Linked DNA regions of Mus musculus: all the other regions are linked to region 3. A link is a contact called in public HiChIP or PLAC-seq data. All regions are on one chromosome and are shown on one strand. The core of a region is the stretch at or near the end of the contact, and the rest is flanking DNA. Distances in the headings are between cores, read along the strand shown.

Region 1 (3,927 bases), core at 1,288-3,787, 390 kb after region 3:
CTCGCTGGCAGCTCTGGCTGGTTTTGTAGCTGTCAGCAGAACTGTCTGCAGGTGTAACCATCACCTGCACTGTGTTTCTCCTACTCCAGCACTTCTTCTCCGTCTGAGAAAGGGGGTTGTTAATTATAGCTCAGCACAAAGTACCCTCTCTCTGCTGACACCATAATTGGGATCTAGCTTTGGACAACTGGCAGGATAGATGGTAAGTTTCATTCCCCAGCTTTTCTACTTCCTGCTAGGAGAAGTCTCATCCTCCTACCAGTTACAATAAAGAAGGAGTGTAGGTGGGAAACAACTTGGACTCATGACAGAGACTCCAACATCAGGCTGGTCCTACTCTGCTTTGGTCTCCAAGGCTGAGATGGGGAATTGAAGGACAGACTCCTCTTCTCAGTTACTGATTTACAGTGGAAGCTCAGAGCAGCTCTCTGCAGCTTACCCTGTCTAAGCACTGCAGTTATTGTATTGGGAGTGGGGTGGGGGTGGGGAGGTGGGGTGGGGCCGGGGAGATCACATCAGCATGGTTGCAAAGCCATATTTGATATGTGTTACCAATGCATGGTGGCTGTGCCCTTCTGTACTAAAATCGCAGTGTGTCGTTTGTATGGTGATGGAGAGATTTTAAGTACAAAATAAGAATATACTTACAAATCTAAGCTGTAACCCTTCCTGTACATGAGTGGGTTAGTGTCCACACCCTCTGGATAGCGAGTGTTCTGTTGTATCGCCAAGGCTGTGGTTCTTGGCCCTGTATGTGTCTGAGACTGCGAAGAAGAGCTTGATTAATATGCAGGTCCCTAGGCTGCGATCTTAACTTCATGAATGCCTGCCCAGGCTCAGGAGTGTTCCAGTTAATGCGTTTCACAACAGCTTCTGATGCGAGTTGTCATAGACCTCTAAACATCAGAGGAACAGAACATCTCAGCCTCCAGTGACCCTGTTCTAAACATGAATTAATTTAATAGAACTGTGCCTAGCTAGCCTAGGCATACAGCTTCTGTTTTCTTAATATCTGCCTGGTACATAGCCCAGGAACCACTAACCATTTACAGCAAACAGGAAGATGGCGGGCAGGGGGTGTCCTAAAACCAATCATTTTATCTTATCTCCTACTGTGCCCCTTCCTACTACCCTTGTTCCTTCCTCATCTAAACTTCTTCCACTCTAAGCCCCCACTTCTCCAGAGAGCAGCTCACTTTTGCAAGTCTGATTTGAACCTGACCTGTGCAGGGGTGGTTCTCACATCTCTGGCTTTTCCCAAGACAGCATCTCTCTGTCCCCAGCTCTCTGGTGCTCCATCTTATCCTCCCGTGGTCATTCCCACCCTGCCTTTAGTCACTTGCTCTCCTTTTCCCTTCATGCTCAACCGGGTCCACGTTTCTGATTGCCTTGTAGATTACGGTGTTAGGGTTTTTTTTTTTGGGGGGGGGTGTCGTCTCATGTAGCCCAGGCTGGCTTCTGACTCACTATGTAGCCAAGGATGTCTTTTAATATCTTATCCTTCTGCCTCCACCTCCACACTCCTGGCTGGCCTTGAACTCACGCCATTCCATCTCGGCCTTCTGAGTGATGGGAATATAGACCCGTGCCGTGTGTGGCCTTCTGTTTGAGCCCAGGTCCAGCTTTCTCTTAGTGTCTAGCGTCATTGATGTTCCCCGGTAGCATCCTTGGTACACATTCTTTCTCCTAGTCTTATTCTATTGACTCTTTTGTTTGCTGCACTGCTTTCATGTCTCTGTTTAGCCTCATCAACAGCTCTGGGTTTCCCTGCTGCGTACCTGCCCTTATGGTGAATTCTGGGAGAGACTTGGAATGTACACCCTGGGGTGAGGGGTTGCTTGGCAAAGGGGAAGACTACCATTGAATAACAAATGAACACAGACACAAACTCTGACTTAGTATTTCTTTGCCAGACACGAATCCAAGCCCTTTACAGTGTTTTCTGGCTTTACAAATGCTTTAGTTTTGTAACATCCCTGACTTATAGATAAGGAAATGGGGACACAGTCAGGCCAAGCAATTTACCCAATGTTACACAGAGGTGAATGGTTGAGTTAGAATTTAAGTCTCAGCCTTTCCTTATGCTCAGTGCTTTGCTGAAGGTTGATGGCTAACAAGCAAAGGATGAGAAAGTCACTCATGCAGATATACACTTGCAAGGGAACGCCTGCTGCCCTTGCTCTCTTCCTGTTTGTCCTTCCAAAGAACCCATCTTTTATAACCAGAGAGTCTACTAGAGAGCTAAGACTCCTCATTTTTTCAAGTTCCTTACAGTTCTGTGAGTCTTTCCCAGTCTCATTGCCTTCTTTTCAGTTTCCCACAGCACCCAGAAGCTAGAGAGAAGGGATTTGACCTTTTTAGAAAAGACATCTGATTGTAGATTTATAATCTTGGTACAGAAATCAAAATGCAGTTGTATACTCTGAAAGCAGTGCAAACATGGCTGCCAAATGCCTGCTGCTCAGAACTACAACTCCCAGAATGCAGTGCTGGGGAAGTTTCTCTGACCAGGGTTTGAAACAACCACACTGGCTTCCTTGTAGTCCAACCTCCCAAGCGGCTGCTGCTGCTGCTGCTGCCATGAAGGCTCTTCTAGCAGAAGCAGGTGCAGTGTTCTGCCTCAGATCTGTGCTCAGGGAGTTGGAGACTGGATTTCTCACATCACCTTCCACTCGGCTGTCAAAACCTGACCTTCTCAAAGCCTTCTGGGTCTTTATCACTTCCTCTCCTTAACTTGGTGCTTAAGTGCAGTGATTAAGCAGCTACCTAAGGTAGAGTGATTAGTATGAATAATTGCCCCAGACAGAGAATATTGTAAAGGAGTGTTTCTCTCTTGCCCCTTCGCTAACTTATTAGGCGAAGTGAAATGGGTTGGAGAACAGGGAGCCTCAGGTCTCTAGTTTCAAAAGCAAGCGTATAGGCTGGAGGGTTATTTCATAAGGAATCTCTCACGTCCTTTTTGCTAAGTAGAAGAGGTATGAATCCAATGGCCCCTGCAGCAGCTGTTTCTACCCTTTTAAATATCATTTTCTGGCCTGGCGGTGGTGGTGCATGCTTTTAATCCTAGCACTTGGGAGGCAGAGGCAGGCAGATTTCTGAGATCGAGGCCAGCCAGGGCTACAAAGTGAGTTCTAGGACAGCCAGGGCTATACAGAGAACTCTGTCTTGAAAAAAAAAAGACCTATATATATATATATATATATATATAGTTTTTTTTGTTTCTTTTTTTTTCTCAGAATATTCTTTGTACTCTGAAATATATACCTCCCCAACCATTGCAGGTTGTCTGTTCTGTACCAAATTACATTATGTCTGAGGCTGGTGGGTTCAAGGCCTGAACTGCCTTAGGCTTCTGTTGATGCTCTCTCAACACTGCTGACACAAGTTCACCTTCCAGGGATGTGTGCCAGGTTTTGGTTGTTTGATCTATTGAGTCAGAGCTTGCCAAGTAGCCCCAGTTAGCCTGGAACTCACTATGTAGATCAGCGAGGCTCAAAGTGTGTGCAGTTGCTCCTGTCTCTGCCTTGTGAGTACACAAGGGATTACAGGTGTATACCACCTTCCTTACCTGGTGATAGTTCCTTAAGAACTGAGTAGGTAGATGGATTGAGTCATCGGAGAGACTAGGCAGACTCCAGTTATCAAGGAATTGGTCTCTGTGCGATTTTGATGAAATAGAATGTCCTCTTTGGTAGGCACCAGCTTTCTGCCTTCTGTCTGCACATTTGATTGTCAGCCCAGGCACAGAGAGAGGATTGAAGGCCACACGATAGTCAGAGGGAACTTGTCAGGCTTCTGAGTAAAGAGGACAGTGCGATATCTGTGGTGTGGCACAGTCCCCATGCTCTTGGATTTGTAAAGGAGTCTAGTGGGGGTACCCTCATTGAGTAGGAGAAAGGTCTCTCCTCTTCCTACCCCCTCGCCCCC
Region 2 (4,144 bases), core at 156-2,655, 390 kb before region 3:
GGATGACTTGAAACAGCACCTAGTCTATGTGAACTCCCTGGACAGGGTGTACCACAACACTTCCCTTCTAGACCGTGCTTCTCTTCTCTCTCTATGAAGAGCTTTCCTGTGTGTTAACAGCTGTATGCAAGGCATGTTCATCTCATTCTGTCCTCCATAGCACCATCTCTATTTTTCAGGTGAAGAAGCTGAGGAACAGTGGCCAGGGCCATGCTGTGTGGGAGCAATAATGCCAGACCAGATGCCCAAACCAGTGGCTATTGCCAGTCACCAAACTGTGAGCCCTGATCGGGCTTGGGGTTCAGAACAATGGCCTGATGGGAAAGGAAGAGGGTCTACCTTATTCATCTTCCCACCCTCGAGGCTTTTCTGCTCCCTCCTCCTAAACTCTGAGTTCCATCCTTCCAGAGTATCCATGGGCTGGTACCGTCACACCAACCCCAGCAGCTACGGTCCTTAAGTCCACAGCGCACCTCTCCTACTTCACATCTGCCTTTGACCTACAAGCACAAACCCACTGCAACAAAAGGAAAGAGCTACAGGGGCCCAAGCCTGTCTCCTCCTCCATGCTCCCTCTTCTCCCCCTCCTTGGGCCCTCCTCCATCCCTGCCTCTTCAATACAGGAAGGCTTTTTAACTCCTTCAAGGTGAAGCAAAGGACAAATGGCTCCCGGGTGGGGTCTGGACTATCCCGAGTTCTTCCTGATGGGCCCAGGAGATTGGAAGTTTCAAGACCTTTTCTTACTTCCCGTCCTTACAGATCATGCCTGCAAGAGCAGTTCCAGCTCACCCTGCAGTTGTTGTTCACAGGCAAGAGTCATCTTCCCCAGGTGTCAAAGCCTGGGAACAGGAAAACACAGAGATTAGCAGCTGGAGGGGCCTGAGCTCAGTTAAACCAGTCCCTAAATCATTTCCCCTCTTTAGCACTCCATCCCATCTACCCGCAGTATTACCGGTGGTCGGCAACTTTACACCCTTGGGTCTAGCTTATTTCCCTGTAGCTGTGATAATGCCATGACCAGAAACAACCTGGAGAAAGAAACTGTTTACTACATCTTACAGGTCAGTCAGTCGGTCTTTGAGGGAAGCAAGGACAGGCTCTCAAGATGAGAACCTGAAGTGGGGAACTGAAGCAAAAAGCAACGGCAAATTGCTGCTGATGGCTTGCTCTCTCTCTGGCTTGCTCAGCTACCTTCTGTCTCTAACTCAGGACAGTCCAGGGATGGTACTACCCACAGGACCCACCTACATCAATTAGACATACCCACAGCTGTGTATCAGGTTGACAATGGAAGTCAATTCCTTAAAGTGAGTTTGATTAGATACTGTATCTATCTTACCCTTAAGCCATAAGGCTGGGTTGGGTTCGAGAGCTGCTGTCTCTAGGGGCCTGCAAGGCCTGATTCATACCAGATGTTTTCGTGGGGAAGAGAGCCAGTCTGGCTGTATCCTCTCAATCTTCATCCCAGCAGCACTGCCAGGAGTTTGCAGTTTGCTGTTTGTTTGTAGCAGTGAAGAGAGGCAGAGATACCTAGAAGAACAATGGTAGTTTCAGTTCTTATGAACGGACATCCTTGCCCTCAAAGTATGTCTTACCTGACAGTGTACTCATAAAATGGTCTAGAATATATATCAGGCCAGATGTGAGGTGTCATGAAAGGCAACTCCTAATTTTCTCATCCATGGAAGGCTGGCTAACTTCCCAACACTGTGGTAGGACACACATGCAATCCATGGAAAACACTGGGCAAACCAGGGTTACTCCTAACCGAGAACCAGGCTCTCTGGGGCACTAAGCCAGATGGATGGACCTGGAAACAGAAGACTGCATCTGTGAAAGACTGTGTGCATGGTTGGAATACCTCTCTTCAACTTACATGGGGCTGTATGCTAACTTTCCTCTTCTAGGGCTGTAAAGCCTACGTTTTAATTTATTTCCTGCTTCATTTTAAACTTTGTATCCCTCTAATGTGAACTAGGCCAGTGAGTTCCAGGACAGCCAGGGCTATACAGAGAAACCCTGTCTCAAGAAACAAACAACAAAAAAAAAATTGTTACATTTTATGTCGGGCAACTTTGTCATTTCTATCTAGCTAATGTGCTTCCTAGTGAGTGACCAGGTCTCAGTTTGAATGTCTTCCTCTTATCACCAGCTTCCCTGCCCTGCCCTGCCCTGCCCTGCCCCGCCCCACCCCGCCCCGCCCCGCCCCAGTGTCCTCTTTTTCACTCTCATTCCCATTTACAGGCATTATCTCCAGCATCTCCTTTAGCATTACCACAGTTTAACACGATCTTATTCGGCATTGCTATGTTTATGTCTGCAAACTATTCTGTATCCTGAGCTCTGTACCGACTTTGAACCCCATCATTTATTAACACGGTATACTTTAAATCTTTATTTAACCTGTGCAAAAACTGAAGTTTATGGAGTTTAAATTACATTCCTGTTTAAATAGCTGCAGCAGTTACCATCAGCTGAAATACCCAACAAAAGGGAGGGAGAACCTGTAGAGACCATATCCAGAGGTTAGACAAGGGGATGGGGTCAGGGGATGGGGCCACCCACTCATCTCCAAATTTTTAACCCAGAATTGCTCCTGTCTAAAGGAAATATGAAGACAAAGTGTGGGGCAGAGACTGAAGGAAAGGCCATCCAGAGACTGCCCCGCCTGGGGATCCATTCCATATACAGACACCAAATCCAGACACTATTGCTGATGCCAAGAAGTGCTTGCTGACAGAAGCCTGATATAGCTGTCTCTTGAGAGGCTCTGCCAGAACCTGACAAATACAGATGTGGATGCTGGCAGCCAACCATTGGACTGAGCACGGGGACCCCAATGAAGGAGCTAACCAAAGAGTACACATGGAGGGACCCATGGCTCCAACTGCATGAATAGTAGAGGATGGCCTTATCTGGCATCAATGGGAGGAAAGGCCCTTAGTCCTGTGAAGGCTCGATGTCCCAGTGTAGGGGAATACCAGGGCTGTGAGGTGGGAGTGTGTGGGTGTGTGGGTGGGGGAGTACCCTCAGGGGGGTGGGGGAAGGGTTAGGCAGTTCTGCTGGTTTCTAATTTTTCTAGGCAGCTGCATTGGTCTTAAGGTTTTTGCAGCTCGACCTTTATTGTTTACACTAGAGCTAATAGAGGCCTAGTGAATCTGGTCAGTTTCAGGGACTTCCTGAAAATTTTGAGTTGTTGACCTTCCTGCTTAAGGAGTTTCCCTGCAAGATGAAACATTTCTATTTCAGAGGAAAGTGTTATACATGGATGGGTGGTGAAACTTAGCCTGTTTGGGCTATGGAAACCCAGGCTTTTGCCCTAAAAGTCCAGTTAGTTACACAGTAACTAACAGTAAGCTCAGCAAATAATTGAGAGGTTAAATATATACTAATTTTGACTATTACTTTTCAGAAATAATGTGTAACTGATACAATATCTCTTAAGAAAATTGGTAACATCTCTGTACCTACTAGTGTGAGACAGACTGAGACTTGCTGGTGATGTGCTATAATGGATGGTTGCAATGAGCAACGATTCACTGCTTTCCGGGTTAATGAAGATGAGGGTCACTTGGGTCTTGTTAATATCTGTCTTGAAAATACATGTTCTATTCTTCTCAAGAGTGCTTCGTGAAGAGCATCTTAGCAACGGGGAGTGTATATTGGGAGTGAAGGGCAATGAGCAATCTAAAACCAAATGACTGTCTATCAAATGACAGCGTGGACTGAGTTCTTGGAAACTAACCATAGTGGTAGGAGCTTAGATCACAGCTTTTGGCACACAGAGCAGGGTGTGGGATAAGTTCTAGCTCACTGAATCTTGCTTTCCTCATCTATGAAATAAGACAGGGGAAACCTTCCTTACAGAGGTCTCATAAAGATTCAAGGAACCAGTGTGTAAAATGCCCAATTCTGGGGCTAAGAAGCTGGCTCAAGAGTCAAGGCTGCTTTCTGCTCTTGTGGAGGACCCAAGTTCACCCACATCAGGCAACTCACAATCACCTCTAACTCCAGCTCTGGAGAATCTGACACCCTCTTCTGGCCTCCTTGGGGACCTGCATTCATGAGTACATATCCACACACAGACACATAATTAAAAAGAAAATTAATTTTCTAAAACAAACAAAAATACCTGATAATACCT
Region 3 (4,137 bases), core at 511-3,010:
GTCACCTTTTTCTGTTAGATCTATGTGGACTTCTGAAAAGTTACTTGCAGATTCTGTGACTCTCAGTAGTCACTTCTCTTTTCAGATCCCACAGTGTAGGATTCTCTGTTGGTACTTAGTCTTGGCACAAAATACTTGCTTCACAATTATTCAAAGTCCCTCAGGGCAGCCAGTTCTGTGACACTTATGCTTAACATTCTGCCTTGAGAAGAAAAAAAGGATTTCATATACTGATGAGGCAGCCTGCTTTAATTACTTGTCTGCTGTAATTAACTTGACCATGATGATTTGGGCCTGTGGTCTTTCTCCTCTCATCTTTGGGATTAACTAGACCCCGGTAACTGAATTAAATAAAACTCGTGACTGAAACCAATCACTAATCATATACGGTCCGAGTTCTGTTCTTCTGGCAGCAAGGCATACATACATATCCTGTGCAGGTTAAATAGCCCCAGCTCCTCCTTGGGTGCCACCGTCCCTTATTTATTTTCTCATTGCTGTTACAAATGGACTTACAATCAATAACTGCTTTTGTGACAAGTACCACCCGGTTTACAAGGCAACACAGCAGACTGACACACAAACAGCATAGTACCAGAAACGAAACATACCATAAATACCTTTTGGAACAGCAATTCTGAAATGCTTTGTGTACAAGATGACAACAAAAACATTAATCTTACTATTTTACAAATGTCAGTTTGGCTTATATATTTTATTGAAACGGTTATTCTTTAAACATACACATTCCTCCTCCTGCATTTTCTTACAAACATTTATTATTACTTTTTTTTTTTTTGCTTTTGCCCATCAGTTTTTTGTTTGTTTGCTTGTTTTTGTTTTTTCCTTTTCTATTTGTTTCACATTAAAGACTCAGCTGGCTTGGTTTGCAAAGTCAATGGAATAAGGTTTGGAGCCAGTCATGGCTTTTGCTCCATCTTCAGCTCATTCTCTGTCTTATTTAACCGCGAATGGCTGATGCTGAGGCTCTGTCGTTACTAAGACTTCAGTGCCTTATCTCTCAGAATTTCTCAGCTCCCAGTATAATGTTTGGCGTGTTTTAATGCAGTTTTCCATTGGAAAGAGTTTCCAAAGTAATTTGGATATTCAGTGGTATTGGTTTCTAACAACACGTTTAAAGAATTGGAATTTCCTTTTCAGACAAAGGGGACTGATCCCTGCTTGCAAAGCACAGGCAGGAAATCCGATGCTCAAAGGCAGGGAACAGTGAGAAAATTGCTCCTGACAGCGCAGCTGCAGCCTTCATGGTAAGCTTGCATGGCTCAGGGACTCCAGGAATGAGAACGCTCAGAATTATATAGCAGGAGAGACATGTTGCTTGGATACCATCCTCCAAGAAGGATAAAGTGTAATCAGAGTAAGGGGCTTAAAATAAAAATCTTACAATGAGATAAGAGTTAGTATAAGAAGCATTCAAATATGCCGGTTCTCTCAAATGGACAGGCACCTGTGTTGTTTCCTCAATGTCTCTTATTTCTACCTCTTTAAAAGGAAGACAAAACTCAGGTTAGGACGGTCACTTTAGCATGCACAAAGCCCACCCAAACGAACCCCAAACAACTTAACGCAAGCATCATTTCCCAGGCACTTTAGAAGGAAATGTGTGTACATCCTGTGAGGATGCTCTTATGCCAATTAAACGTAGGAATAAGAAGCCAGAGACACAGGGCAGTGGTGAGCCTCAACCTTTTCCTGGAAGCATCCGAGTCCTGCTCCAGAGAACACTTCATCTCAGCAGCCACAGCACTTCCGCTTTTCTCTAGCCTTTGCCCTGGTCAACAATAGGAAATGCTCCGCTCCACCCACCACGACCAGCTGACTTTGCTTTGTTCTTTGAAGGGCTCATTCAGGTTTAGCAGCTGTGCCTTAAGTGCCCTAATCTTCAAAACCTTCTAAAAGGCAAGTTACTTGTCCTGGAAAGGCTGCCTTTTTTTTTTTTTTTTTTTTTAAACATTTCTCAGACACCTTTCTTCTCCTTGTGTGAGTTGTTTGATACTTTTGCTGGTAGTGAATCCTTTCTGCTAATTCCTTCCCAAGCGCCAACGCCAAAAATGTTAACAGCCTTGAGCTGAACCCACTCCCACCGCCCACCACCCCTTGTTTTGCTCACCACCTACTCCCTAATGGCAGTTTACTCCTTCCAAGTCTCTTGGAGTCTACCGCTGAGAAGAAAGACAGCGAGGATACCGTTCAACCTCTCAGCGGGGAGAGGGCCATGGGAGGGGTTTGGGTTTCAGTGCCTTTAGGAAATGATTGCTGAAAATTTAAGGCCTAGAATCATCAAAAGTCCCACATTTGCATCCTTCTAGAATGAAAGAATCGCCAAGTTTTGGGCCAGTATCAAATGTCCTTTGACCTACTGAGAGAAAGGTCTACTCTCCCTCTCTATTCCAAGCAGTCTTGAAATTCTGGTTGCTCTTGTTCCCAGAAAGAGGAGCAGGAAGTGGTATGCAAGGGGATCTTTCAACATCCCTGAGAGACTTTCTCTAGAGGACTGTCCCTAAGGACATTCATTAAGTGACATGTAGTGAGTATTTGTTTCTCCTAGAAACATCCAGCAGAGAAGTCTTTAGGGGAGTCAGTCAAATTGGAATAAAGAGCCACAACTGCCCCGGGATAATCGTCTTGATATCTGTTGTCAAGCCTCTGAATATCAAAAAGGAAAGCTCTTCAGAGAATCATGTCCCATCTTGGTTGGACTCCCTCCTTAGTTATTATTTTAGGGTTCGACGGAAATAGGAAGATTGGCTGTTGATGAGGTAAGAGAAAAGTCCCTTTTCTCTGTCTCCCACATTGCAAATCCTCCCCAACCAACGTTCAAACCTTATGACACAAGAAGTCAAGTCAAAGTAGAAAAAAAATGTGTTTCCTTCTTTTTTTTTTTTTTTTAATGTGAATTTCTTAAACGCAGTTCTCCCAGTACATGTTGCAGATAGGTATATTATAAGGCGTGGGCTTCTGTTTTGACTATCTGAATAATCACACTAATCCAATAAATTTGCAGAAATGAATAGAAAATTGATCTACGAGATTCCCGCTTCTTCTTGACTGTGGTGACTTGCAACATCCTAGGTAAGATGTTTCAGGTGTGTGCAGCCTCACCTTTCCCTTTATTTTCACCAAATAAGCTTGGGCCCCTCCTCCCCTCCACTCTGTCTGAAGGCACAGTGAGGTGCCTTTAGAGATAGATGGTCAGCCTCCGTCCTTGTGTTTGTTTGGTATCCTATATAAGGAGGGTACTCATCAGAACTGGTCCGTGCCATTTCTGCAGCTACTTAAGTGAGATCGTATCTGGCTGAGGGGCTTGCGTGGCTGGTGGACGAGCTCCAGTGACTAGGCTAAGATCCTGACTTTGGGGCAAGCGCAAGTCAAGTCCACTCTAAGTCAGACAGTTTGGAAGGCTTTGCTCTGGCTGGGCGTTGTGCTGAGTGTGGTTTCTGCTTTGGTCAGGGTCGTATGGTGGACTTTCTTTGGTTCAGAACCTCTCACTTCCGGTCCTATGAGGCTGTATGCCTGCGGGGCTAGCCCGGGCTGCTGCGGCGCTGCTTCACTCGACAGCGTCCGCTGGCTTCTGGAGGCACTGTTCCCGGTGGAGCGGGTGGAGGAGGAGCCAGAGCGTGAGCTCCGGGAGCCTGAGGAAGAGGAGCTAGGCTTCACAAGGCGGGCTCGGGGCGCTTCGGCGTCTTCTCTGAAAGCGGAAAAGTGAACAGATAGCAAAGATAAACTTTAGTACTGCCGGGGCTGGGTTGACGCTCGTTAAAGTTACTTCCTCCTGAGATTTTTTTTTTTTTTTCCAATAAACTCCTCAAGCCATAAACCTCCAAGGCAGTCAGTTAAGGAACTGAGCAGTTTCTGGTTTCCTAAGACTTAATGCTCAGTTTAGGAAAATGTTTGTTGAGTGACTGCCAGAGAGGTTGAGCCAGTTGCACCAGGATACAGCTCAACAGGAGACTTTGATTGCTTTGATAGAATTGCTTTGATTTGGGGGTTTGCGTACTTAAACCCTTTCATGTCCTGTGGGTTATACCCTTTTTATCATCTACCCTTGCTAAGTGGAAGTGAATCAGAGGTAAAGCTGAGACTTAAGCTGGTTGGTTGTTAGCATGACACAAGCTA

What was found. HiChIP or PLAC-seq counts read pairs in DNA pulled down with a chosen protein or histone mark.
Region 1: an H3K27ac HiChIP or PLAC-seq map of embryonic stem cells shows a contact between it and region 3, with 2.9 times the contacts expected there. The contact joins two enhancer-like sites. A contact is called at or near these places in 1 of 39 promoter capture datasets (hippocampal neurons), 2 of 484 Hi-C or Micro-C datasets (embryonic stem cells and memory CD8 T cells), 7 of 115 datasets of contacts at active chromatin or transcription factors (embryonic basal ganglia, embryonic forebrain, embryonic stem cells and 2 more) and 1 of 9 other capture datasets (pancreatic islet).
Region 2: a contact with region 3 is called in an H3K27ac HiChIP or PLAC-seq map of extraembryonic endoderm stem cells, with 7 times the contacts expected there. The contact joins two enhancer-like sites. A contact is called at or near these places in 1 of 39 promoter capture datasets (liver), 1 of 484 Hi-C or Micro-C datasets (extraembryonic endoderm stem cells), 4 of 115 datasets of contacts at active chromatin or transcription factors (bone marrow-derived macrophages, extraembryonic endoderm stem cells, forebrain and 1 more) and 1 of 9 other capture datasets (adipose tissue).

The regions. Positions count from the first base shown.
Region 1 is chr9:40,395,886-40,399,812 of GRCm38.p6, reverse strand. The region is part of intron 2 of Gramd1b (GRAM domain containing 1B); the gene reads left to right. Among named protein-coding and RNA genes, the nearest start is that of Gm51668, 19 kb to the left of the region's middle. Within about 2 kb of position 2,537, at least 137 of the 459 cell types and tissues checked have an H3K27ac peak or open chromatin away from gene starts, as enhancers often do. A contact at or near this core is called in embryonic basal ganglia, embryonic stem cells and forebrain, where this site is marked.
Region 2 is chr9:41,170,637-41,174,780 of GRCm38.p6, reverse strand. It overlaps Gm35657 (a long non-coding RNA gene), which reads right to left. Exons shown (of 8, transcript XR_870644.1): 4 at 1,340-1,530; 5 at 790-839. Among named protein-coding and RNA genes, the nearest start is that of Gm35657, 14 kb to the right of the region's middle. Within about 2 kb of position 1,405, at least 20 of the 459 cell types and tissues checked have an H3K27ac peak or open chromatin away from gene starts, as enhancers often do. A contact at or near this core is called in extraembryonic endoderm stem cells, where this site is marked.
Region 3 is chr9:40,781,879-40,786,015 of GRCm38.p6, reverse strand. Clmp (CXADR-like membrane protein) reads right to left here. Exons shown (of 7, transcript NM_133733.5): 7 at 697-3,709. The coding sequence ends at 3,406. Among named protein-coding and RNA genes, the nearest start is that of Hspa8, 17 kb to the left of the region's middle. Within about 2 kb of position 1,760, at least 171 of the 459 cell types and tissues checked have an H3K27ac peak or open chromatin away from gene starts, as enhancers often do. A contact at or near this core is called in embryonic basal ganglia, embryonic stem cells, extraembryonic endoderm stem cells and 1 more, where this site is marked.